Regions from separate parts of the Sus scrofa genome. Here region 1 is linked to region 2. The links are chromatin contacts, called in public targeted proximity ligation maps. All regions are on one chromosome and are shown on one strand. The core of a region is the stretch at or near the end of the contact, and the rest is flanking DNA. Distances in the headings are between cores, read along the strand shown. Region 1 overlaps MTSS1 (metastasis suppressor protein 1). Region 2 has its middle 52 kb from the start of ZNF572.

Region 1 (5,370 bases), core at 914-3,413, 290 kb before region 2:
ATGTTGAAGAAAGTTGAAATACAGATTGGTTTCCCCAAAATTCTTGTCATACTTTTCCCTTCAGGCACACCCTTTTCTAAGATTATTTTTGAAGTCCCCTTCCTTCCCCCTGTTAGAAGCAACACTTAAATCAGCATTAACTTGGGTGTGGGGGAGGGGGACGCAAAGCATAACTACAGATGGCAATTCTGCACTGACCACTGGAAAGCGCAATTATAAACGTTATGAAATCACCAGGGCTCGTGAGACCAGAGGGACAAGTGTCAAAAAAAAAGCACTATTTTTAACCGAGAAGGCCTTCAAGGGGGAAGCCGTAGGAATTTATGGCGGGTTTAACCAAGTCAAGTTAATAGGAAAAAATTCCCTCCCTTATTCATACACGTGACATTATTATGGGTTGTATTTTCCATTGTGCCTTCTCTTCTAGAAATGCCAATGTGCTGTTTTAGTGCCACCAATTTTCCATTTTATTCTGCAAAACGATCAGGTTTCCAGAACCAAAAAAAATCAGTAATAATAGTAATAGATGCTGAATATGTCTATCGTTTCTTTTAGTCTGAAAAGAAGCCTTCTGAAGCAAACCTTCCATTCCTCTAAACAGGGTTTCTCAATCTAAACACTACTGACACATAGAGGCGGATGGCTCTCTGTTGGGGGCTGCCCTGCATGTTATAGGCAGCACCCCTGGCCTCAGCCTCCCGAGAGCCTGTGACATCCATGTCTCCACACAGTACCCGGGGGTCCCTGGGGAGCAAAACGCCCTCCAATGAAGCCTGCTGTGAAGAACCTGAGCAAGAATCAAAAGCCACCTGAAGCTGACTTTCTAAATGGCCAGAAGGGTAAAATGTTGCCCCATGGCTCCTGGCACCTGCCAGGAGGTAGCGACCACCTGAACCTGGCCATCTCTTTACTGCAGCTCACGCTGCTCCACCGGGAAAACCAGTAGAGGGCGCTGTTTTCACACCAGCAACGTGCCTTCTGGGCTCACTTCAGGTTGTGAAGCGTTTATTGCTTATAAGCAAGGACCAGGAACACTTTATCCCCAGGGAAATAGCTCCCGTTTGTCCTGGGCCTTCATTTGATTAAAAGTTAATCGCCTGGCCATGCAAGCAAGGAAACTATTCACGGGTGGGAGGACTATAAGCTAGTACTTTCCGGGAGGAAAATTTTGCAGCCTCTATTAAGAAATGCCTTTAAAAACAAGCCCTCTCTTTGACCCAGCAATTCGACTCCTAGAAATTTTACTGGAGGAAACAATCAAGGGTGAGAGCAAATCCTCACACCTATGAGGACAGTCACAGAAATGCTGTTTACGGCGGAAAAAGCTGGAAACAACATCCTGTTCTGGGGGGGGGCGCGGGGGGGGGGTGATAAAGCCTAGGACACGGCCACACCATGGCAGAGCACACGCAGTCACCTAAAGCGCTGGAGAGTGATGTTCTGGGTCCCAGGAAGTGAGTGGTTTGTGTGCAGGGGAGCATGTGCTGGGCCCTGGGATGCGTGCTTTACACACGTGAACCCATTTGAGCTGCACGACACGCCCAAGCGCGTCGGTGTTATCATCATCCCCATTTTACCGACAGGAAAAGCGCCCTCGGTAATGTGACTACGGTCACGCGGCTAGTGAACGGGAATCCAGCCCAGGCTGAACCTCCAGAGCCCATGCGTGTAGCCACTCAGCGTGGGACACTACAGACAAAGCGAGGTGGGACAGGGCAGAGCCAAAAGCCCAGACACTCTGTTAACGTAGCCACACACCCTTACAGGTGTTAGGGCTTCACAGTCCAGCTCACCAGTTTGGGCTCCTAAGCCTCGAATGATCGAATTGGCTCCGATCCTTGCTAGGTGGCTACAGAGAGCTGCCTGATGGAGAGCTGCTTAGATGGTGAGCCACGCCTCAGGTTCCCCAAAACAGAACTACCGCTGGAGATCCCCTCAGCCTGGCTCCCTGACCCCATTTCTCTGCTCCATGATTTCTGCTGGCTTCCCAGATGCTTTCCTAGGTTGCCCCTGGTCATCTGTCATCCCCAGGAAAGCCCAGGGCTTCCCAGAAACAGCTGAACAGTGATAACAAGCAGTTGGGGCACATGCTGCGTGCGCTCCATCACGGGGCCGCTGCAGCACAGGCCTTCCGGCGACAGGAGGAGAAAACCTCCCAACAGCTGTGTCTGCATCCAAGTGGCACGAGGACAGGAGACAGCCAGCCGACATCCTCCACAGACCTCAGGGCCCACCCAACCCACTGGAATTACTGCTGATCTCGGCCACTGGGGGCCCCCCTAAAAATAGCTCTATCTGTGGGTGTGCTTCACTGTGTCTTCTGCTCTTCCTGACCCCTGCTAATACTTTAAAAAGCAAACAAACAAACAAACAAAAAAACAAAAACAGCAGGTCTGAAAAAGTTTCCGAGGAAGCCAGCTGGAGTGACCAAGCCAGGGCAGACAGCTGGAAGAGCCCCGAGTTGACCGTGAGAATATTTATGGAATCAAATGACTGAGACGTACTTAGCAGCTTGTGAGTGAGGATGAGATTCTCCTTGTTTCAGTTTTTCCTGTATCCAGCACCCGTACTGAATGTCCCTTTGCAGAGAGAAATGGTAACAGTTCGGGCTATACCAGGAGGCAGGATAAGGGGCTGGGTTTGTCTTTTGTTTATTTATTAATTTTTTTTCTTGTTTTGGCTCTACCTGTGGCATATGGAAAAGGGCCCAGGACTGAATCCAAGCCACAGCTGCGACCTACGCCATAGCTGCAGCAACACTGGATCCTTAACCCACTGAGCAAAGAAGCCAAGGATGGAACTTACATCCTCACAGACACTATGTCGGGTTCTTAACCCCCTGAGCCACGCCGGGAACTCCCTCCTTGGAACTCTTGAGCTGTAGGGACCCACTTTAATCATCCAAGATACTCTCAAGATCCTTAGCCGAATCCTATCTGCAAAGCCCCTTCTGTCGTGTACAATAAGATAGTCACGGGTTCTGGGGATGAGGACATGGATGTCGGGGTGGCAGTGGCGGGGGCCATTATTCTGCTGACCAAAGAGGAGTAGGAATTGTTAATCTGGAGAGTGCATGGAGCACGGGGGTCACCTCCCCAGAGTCCATTCATTCATCCCCAGATACCTAATCTGGGGCAATGATCTGACTCCATCCCCTTTGGCAGTGGCTGGTTTGGGGAGAAGACAAAAATGGTGAGACGGTTGTTGGGGAGGCCTTTGGTGAAAATGTTCCTGGATCTTAAGATCAACACACCAAAGGGACCCCCACAGAGTGTGAACAGGAAGCAGGCTGCCCAGTGGCTGCGGTCAGCCAGCTTTATGGGCGTGGGAACCCCTGCCTCAGGATGCAGCCCAGCCTGTGGACAGAACACAGAAGAAACCAGAGTCTCCAATGACCTGGGTGAGCCAAATTAACACACTCGGAGCCTGCTCTCTTGGACCTGGTTCTCCTGTTCTGCAAATTCACACATTTCCTTATCTTTTTTATTTTTTCCTTTTTTAAAGTGTTATTTTACTTGATTGCAACATACATATTTGTGAAAGCCACTCGCTTTGTTCTTATCTTTCTAAACACTTATTTTGCAGAAACAATCATATCCGAAAGATTTATATCCGTTATAATTAAATAGCACAATGACATACGCCTGGCACACACAGGGCTGGGAACACGCACGACCGGCCCTTGGTTAAACCTATGACTCGGGTAGAAGGAATGTGTAGACACAGAGAGAGCGAGAGAAGCCCATTTAGCTTCAAGCTTACTGCAGGCAAGGGTTGGCGTATTTTAGAGAGAAAACAAAAAAGCCCTGGTTATATCAGTGGGTTCTGATGCAGCCATCAGATGTAGCCATCACCAGCCAAGTCCCACAAGAAGGCAGAGGCCGGAGTAACTCACTCAGGCCTGGCCGGAGCATCCATCCACATGGATGGACCAGCCACCACATGGCAGCCCTCACTTCTCCCACATGTAAGATCGCCCTTCTCCTGGCTAATGGGTGCGTGGAAGGCAATTAACGGTACAAAAGATGGCTTCTTTCTTTGGAAAGCCAGAATGGCTCTGTTGGGGCTCGGTGGACCGCCCCAAAATGTGCTTATTTTGAATTAAACTTACTTAAGAAACGACCAATGCAAAGCAGACACACTGGCCCTCCTCTGTCTCCCTGAAAGCAGGAAATACATCTCTCTTGTGAACGCTGCCCTCCCTGAATCCAGAGGCAGAGGGACACCCTATTGCCAGAGACAGGGACCCCAGGCTGAGAAGCCTGTACAAACAAACCTGGTTACTTTTTTTTTTTTTTTTTAAGGCCAGAACCTACAGCACATGGAAGTTCTCAGGCCAAGGGCTGAATCAGAGCTGCAGCCACTAGCCTATGCCACAGCTACAGCCACAGCCATAGCAGATCTGAGCCATGTCTGCAATGTACACCACTGCTCAGAGCAATACTGGATCCTTAACCCCCTGAGTGGGGCCAGAGATTGAACCCGAATCCTCAGGGATACTAGTTGGGTTTGTTACCCCTGAGCCATAACGGGAACTCCTCCCAAACCTAGTTACTTCTTTAATTGACTTCCCCAAGCCCAAACTCTGCTTAGGTTCTATCCTAATAGGGCACCCCAAATCTAAGTTTCTTTGTCCCATCAATTTCTCATAAATTTATTGTCTAAAAAGTCTAAAAGTTGCCTGCTTTGGGCACTTCATTGGTCCCAGTTCTATGAGACCTCCGTGCACAAGAATTTAAAATGTGTTTCTTTTTCTCCAGCAAATCTGTCTTGTGTCAATTTTCTTATTAGTCCAACTCTGAGCACGTAAGAGGGGTGGGGAGCAATTCTGCCCTGATAGTCCCTTCTTCCTAACATCTCAGCTGAGAAGGAGCATCCCGAGGGGGCCCTGGAAGGAACTCCTCATTATCAACAGGTGTGCACCAACCAAGTGGTCATTGGAGGCAACCTGAAGCTGTAGCAGTGAGAGGTTCAAGGTCAACTGGCTGCACGGAGTCCATCTCTTGGTGGTTCTGGTAAGCTGCCCTGGATAACCAGCTTCTAAAGGTGTCCCCAGCCCTCAATCTCTCTTTGTTGTTTATTTTCATGTCACAAAGCTCAAGACAGTTATGTCACCAGCCTCCTGCTAACAAAGCATGGAAAGTTCCTGCGGAATCCGGGACCACTTACACAATGCTGTGGGGGCTCAGCATGCAAGGGAGGAACGTCTCTCTTTCACCTTCCTCTCAAGCCCCGGCTCTCAGAGCCCAGAACCTGCCACATCAGGTGTCTTTTCATCTTGATGGCCGGCTGGAGGGCTGCCGTGCATCACACCATCTGCCGCCCTGGGGGATGCCCGGCGCTTGGCACGGCACCCGCAGCTCTGCACAC
Region 2 (5,606 bases), core at 1,766-4,265:
GAATAAACTTCAGCGCTGCCTAGTGCAGCCCTTTGAGAAGGATTGTCTGGTGGCATTTGGGGTTCCTCAGAGACTTGAACCCCAATGCCCCAAGGCACTGATTGGTACCGATTCACTTCCTTCATGTGCATCTATGGTGCGGCGAGTTAGGTAACACGCTTCGGAGCCTCTGACGAGAATCCTAATCAGAGTCAGAGAGCAGTTGGTTCTGAGGAGCAGCTTGGGTTGAGATCAGGTGGCCTGATCAGTTGCTGGCTTTGGCTGCTGATGCTGGTGAGGGAAGTAACGGCATGGACGCTGGGAATTTGTCATCGCTGCTTCCGTGCCTTCAGGATCTGGTGCATCACCATTGCCGACCAGCCCCTCCGCTGTCTCCCAGGTAGGTGATTCCAAGACCTCCACTGAAGTGCTCACAGAACTTGGAAGAGAGAGAGTCCTTCTAATGGCCAATGAGCTAAGAAGCTGTATTCCACCCCACCCCCATCCCCCCCACCTCCACCGGCCCTTGGACTCACTTCCTAACTCTATTGTGCGTTTTACTCCTCTCCCTCTAGTGTTGGTAGGAGTCAGAGATCACATCCCCAGAGTTAAAACCAAAGGCATTGGTCTTTGGGCAGATCGTGACTGCCCATCAAAGGCTTGCTTTGCCTTTGGCTGGTCCTTAGTGGTTATTGTTGTCATGAGAATGCCTTGACAACATCAATCCAATCAACAGAAATCATCCCCCACCCCTGCTCTTTCTTTAGCTAAAACCAGCAGTAACAATCAATCTTCACACCACCCTTTCTTATAAATACCTCGGGTATTCGTTCTGTCTGCATGTTCCACTAGACTCTGAATTTCTTGAAGGGAAGAGACTATATCTTGTCTTCCATTTCATTCCTACTGCCTGGCACACCAATGCAGAGCAGCCTCTAAGTAAATTCTTGATGGGATGAGCAAAAGAATTTACTAACTCCTTCCACGTACTCAGAATCAAATAGTTTTGTTTTTGTTTGTTTGTTTAAATAAAGTCCAAAGGTGCCACCTCCCTCCTCCCTTCATCATCATTAGACAGTTTAGTTTGACAGCAAGGGGAAAAAGAAAAATCGTGGGAAGAAGGTAAGTGAATTACATCAGGATCTGAGCGGAAACAGATACTGCTAGTGATTGTTCTCGCCGGCTTATAACAGGCAGGATATAAATACACGTTATAGAAGAGGAAATTCAAAAGAGAAACAGGGAAGCAGGTTTGAGATTTTGAAAAATAGCATGTTCAGGACCCGCTTACTCAGAGGCAATTAGACTGTGACCCAGGGCAAATCATGCTTCACTTTGCTGTTATTGTTAGAATGAGAAGAAATTTCAAAAACCCAGGAGCCCCACCCCTTCCTATTTCATTGGAGCATAGATTATTTTTCAAGGGGTGAGGCTCGGGTTAAGGATGAGTGCTCCCCTCATTGAACACTCGAATCAACAGAGGCGGATATTGTCTTTCTTCTCAGTGACCCCCACCCCCATCCCATCTTTTTTTGCTAAACTTTAATTTTCAGGATATTTATGGGACATCTCAACTAAAGCTTTCCAGTAGATATACCATGGGCAGCATCAGTTTATTTTGTTTTATTGTTAAGGTAGTTGCTTTCATCTTAAAAAAAAAAAAAAGTTAACACTCAGCTATTTTGACTTCAGAAAAAAAAAAGGTAGTGAACACAGGTATTTTGACTTCAGGAAAATGACTTCCCTTGCCCATGGCATCTTGCAACCAAACGCACTCAAAGTCCTTTAATTATTAGGTAAGCTAGGTGGTTGCTACCCTAGATGACAAGGCGGGGTCTGCAAATGGTGCCTTCAGACACTGTGGATTCAGAGGCCAACACTTTGCAGAGGCCTCTGCATTGTGGACCTAATGGTGGTGTCTGGTTAAACTCCAGACCAGACCGGTGGGCTCTCCAGTGGGTGGGCTCTCCAGTGGGAATCCCAAGTGCCTCAGCGAGTTAGCAGTGTGGCAAGGTTCAGGGAGAAGATACAGAGACGTTTTCAGCCCACTCCCTGGAACCTTCCGTGAACTAGTGGCCACCCACCTGCTGATTTCCAGCTTGGGAAAACACAACTGCCTTCTGCTCCTGAAGAACTTCTTTCCTGCTTGCATGTCAAGGCTATTTCACAAGGCAGGGTCCTTGCCTACCCGTTACCTTCCTGAATAGGAGAAAGGATGGTGCATGTTGGATGTTAGCTATCTAAGCCATCTGTCAGTACTCAGGCTCCTGGTCTCTGACAACATCCCAGAGTGGCTGGAGAGGGGCTCAAGAAAGCTTCCTCAACTGGCTTCTGATGCTAAAGAAAGATTTTTCTAGAATGGTGGCCACGTTAACATTCAAATACTTTGGGGGCCATGCAGCAAATAAAATGAGAGAACAGGTGGGAGATATGATGACAAACGCAGTTCTCCCTCTGCCTACAGGCTTCAGATTCAGCTGTTGGCTTGTTTAGGTCCTGGGCCAGCAAAGTCAACACAGCCGCAGCCTGTCTTTGATTACGAGACCCAGAGTTTGCAGTACTCTGCCCATGTGCTCTTCTGGACAGCTTAGATGTTCCTGGCAAGGCCTTGGGTGGGTGGCAGATGAGACACGCCTTTGATCCACTGCCAACCCAGGCCAGCACTACCCACTTGGTGGCTTTAGACAGTTATCTTCTCTGAGTTCCAATTGCTTCATTTGTAAAATGAAGACAATGCCCACCTTATAAACTCTGTGTGTAAGGATGAGGTGAGATTCTGCACTGAGAGCATTTGCTACTACGTCTGGCACACACTTAGAAATGGCAGTGAAGTCTATGGCCATACCACCCTGAACACACCCGATCTTGTCTGATCTCAGAAGCTAAGCAGGGTTGGGTCTGGTTAGTACTTGGATGGGAGGAATGGCAGTGAAACCACAAGCCATGCTTACACATCAAGCCCCCAGTACAGAGCAGCCCCGGTGTCCAGTCAGGTCACATCTAAGTTTAGCCTCGGAGTCTCAGCTTGCACACCTGTCTCTCCTCGCCTCCTGACCCACTTTTGGGTCTTTCCCAGTGTAACCTTCCCAGCTTCCTCTCCCTCTCAGGCCCTGAGATTCAGCTTCTCAGCTTGACTCCTGGGGGCACCCTCCAGGAAGAGGGTTTGTGTTTGTCCTCCAGATCTCTCTAGAGGCACCTCAGCCATCCCTCCAAGAGGTATCTGGATTAGAATTAGCTGTGCTGCCTCTGGTCCAGGTTCTGAGGGGCCCAGGCCACGTCACCCATCAGTAGGCCTGAGATGGAGAGAGGACTGAAGATTCGGCATAGAGGGGCTCATGCTTATACTTCCTGGGATCCCAGCAGTGCCCAAATTCTCTGTGGCTCAGAGTCTTCACAGACATTCTTTTCTTGCTCTTCTGTTTCTCCCTGACCAAACCCTACCCGTGCGATCATTCTTAGCAAAATCCCTTTTTTCAGAAAAGCTGCTATGAATGAATGTTTGTGATTCCCCTCACCTCCACTGCTGCCAAAATTCATATCTTGAAGTCCTAACCCACAGTGTGGTGTTATTTGGAGGTGAGGCCTTTGAGAGGTGATTAGGTTTAGATGAGGTCATGAGGGTGGGGCCCTCAGGATGGTATTAGTGCCCTTATAAGAAGAGGAAGAGACCAGAGCCTTCTTTCCCTCTGTCGTGTGAGGACACAGGAAGGCAGCTGCCTGCAAGCCAGGAAGAAGGTCCCCACCAGGCAGCAAGTCTGAAGGCACCCTGATCGTGGGCTTCCCAGCCTCCAGAACTGTGAGAAATCATTGTTCGTTAAGCTATCTAGTCTGTGGATTGTGTTATAGTTGCCTGAAGTATGACAAGTGCTTTCCTTGGGTGACATTTATAAATTAGCCCCCTCCAATTATATCCTCTTAGGAAATATTCTATGTGTGTTTTTTTCACTGCATTTATTATCATTTGTATCTATACAAATTCCATACTCGAGTGAGCATTTGTTCAATTTTTTCCCCCTATTTTTATTAGGCTCTACTATATTGGGACATAAATACACATGTTACATTTGAGAACTTCCAAGTGGCATAACAGAAGTTTATTTTTGTCTCAGGTAAAACTGGAGTTGGGTTCGTGGCTTTGCTTAACAGAGTCACCTGTTTTTCCATCCTTAGGGTGTCACCTCATGTGTATGGCCCGAAATAGCTCAGAGCAATATCCTCATTCCTGCCAGTGGAGGGGACGGAAGGGGAAGGGGCAGTGACGCCCTTTCCCTTTAAGGGCTGGAGCTCCATGCCTGCCTGTCTGACGTACATGTAGCATCCAATAAATCACTTGAGGCCCTTCTGCTGCTGTGCAGCCCCTTACCCAGCTTAGCCTAACTCAGGGAGTGGCAGTCACTATTTGTCAGTGGAGAGCTATGGAAATAGGGCAATATCTATGCTCTGGAAACCACACATTTTTAAAAGAAGAATTGGTGTCTGCTGGGTCTCCTTCTGACTTCTGGTTCCTAGTAGTGCCTTCTCCACGGGCTCCTCTTTCCCAGGAAATGGCCTCTTCTTCCTGGACTGGACAGGCTGAGGTCCATGAAGCGGCTGGTGGCTGATTTTCAGGAGCCCAGCACCCACACCTAGTTCAAATGTCACCTCTTCTGTGAAGCCCTCCCTGACCCTCTTCCTCCCACTAGCTTCCTGCCCAGGAAGGCCTGGAAGAATGAATCACTTCCTCTGTACTCTCGCTGCTCCCTGCCCATTTCTGTTTGGGCTTTGATCCCACGGGTAACTGTGGGAGAGCTCAGGCTGGTTCCATTAGGTATCAGCCATCTCTGAGGTTTGTCCCTCTCCCCCTTAACTACTCAGAGTCTCTTGCCATTAAAATAAGGTCATCTCTACAGGATTCATCAGAATGCGATTGAGCAAAGTGCTGGGGGGGGGGCATATGGGCGCCATTTTTGCTGGTTAACAGAGGACAGTATCCTGGTTGCTGATGAGGAGGTCAGAGGCCAAGGAGAAGGACAGAGTGTTGGTACCCGGCACAGACCATCAAGTTTCTAGGAACCCCTGGTTCTGAGGTTGGACGCTGTTTGCTAGAAAGGAGATCAGCTGGCTCTAGGGCCCTGTCTCCTCTCCATGGTTCCTGTTGGTTGAGGGTCTTCATCTTGGGCTCCGTGGGCCCTACCCCCAACCCCAAGACTCATTTCTAGGCTTGGAAGAGGACGGAAAGCTTTCTCCTGTCTCACTTGGGATTTCTAAACTTCTAGACTCCTTGAGGACAAGCTTTTGACAAAACACTCAGAACCTTTTTCTCTAGCTCTTCTCTCTCGTCCCGGGGCTGAGGCACAGATGCAGCACCTTTCAGTCGTCTGAAGGAAAGAGGGCTCACAAGGCAGCAAGAAGCATGAGCAGATGCTGGAGGAAGGACGGGGTAAGCGCTCAAGGATCTGCCTCCTCATGCTGCCTCACTCTTGTTTACACTCATCTTCCTTGTCAGACTGAGGATGCGGGACACAGGCCAGAACTGTGCATCATGCCTTTTTCATTCAATGCCTGCATTAGGCCACATTTTTGGTAAATGTTAAATGAATGGCCTATAACTGTATATGACAAGACTTTCTTGGACCGTGATTATCACT

Evidence for each region.
Region 1: a targeted proximity ligation map of skeletal muscle shows a contact between it and region 2, with 18 times the contacts expected there. A contact is called at or near these places in 24 of 47 Hi-C or Micro-C datasets (adipose tissue, alveolar macrophages, blood and 14 more) and 2 of 2 datasets of targeted methods (alveolar macrophages and skeletal muscle).

What each region holds. Positions count from the first base shown.
Region 1 is chr4:15,059,179-15,064,548 of Sscrofa11.1, reverse strand. All of the region lies in intron 3 of MTSS1 (metastasis suppressor protein 1), which reads right to left. Among named protein-coding and RNA genes, the nearest start is that of NDUFB9, 51 kb to the left of the region's middle.
Region 2 is chr4:14,771,875-14,777,480 of Sscrofa11.1, reverse strand. No RefSeq gene overlaps it. Among named protein-coding and RNA genes, the nearest start is that of ZNF572, 52 kb to the right of the region's middle.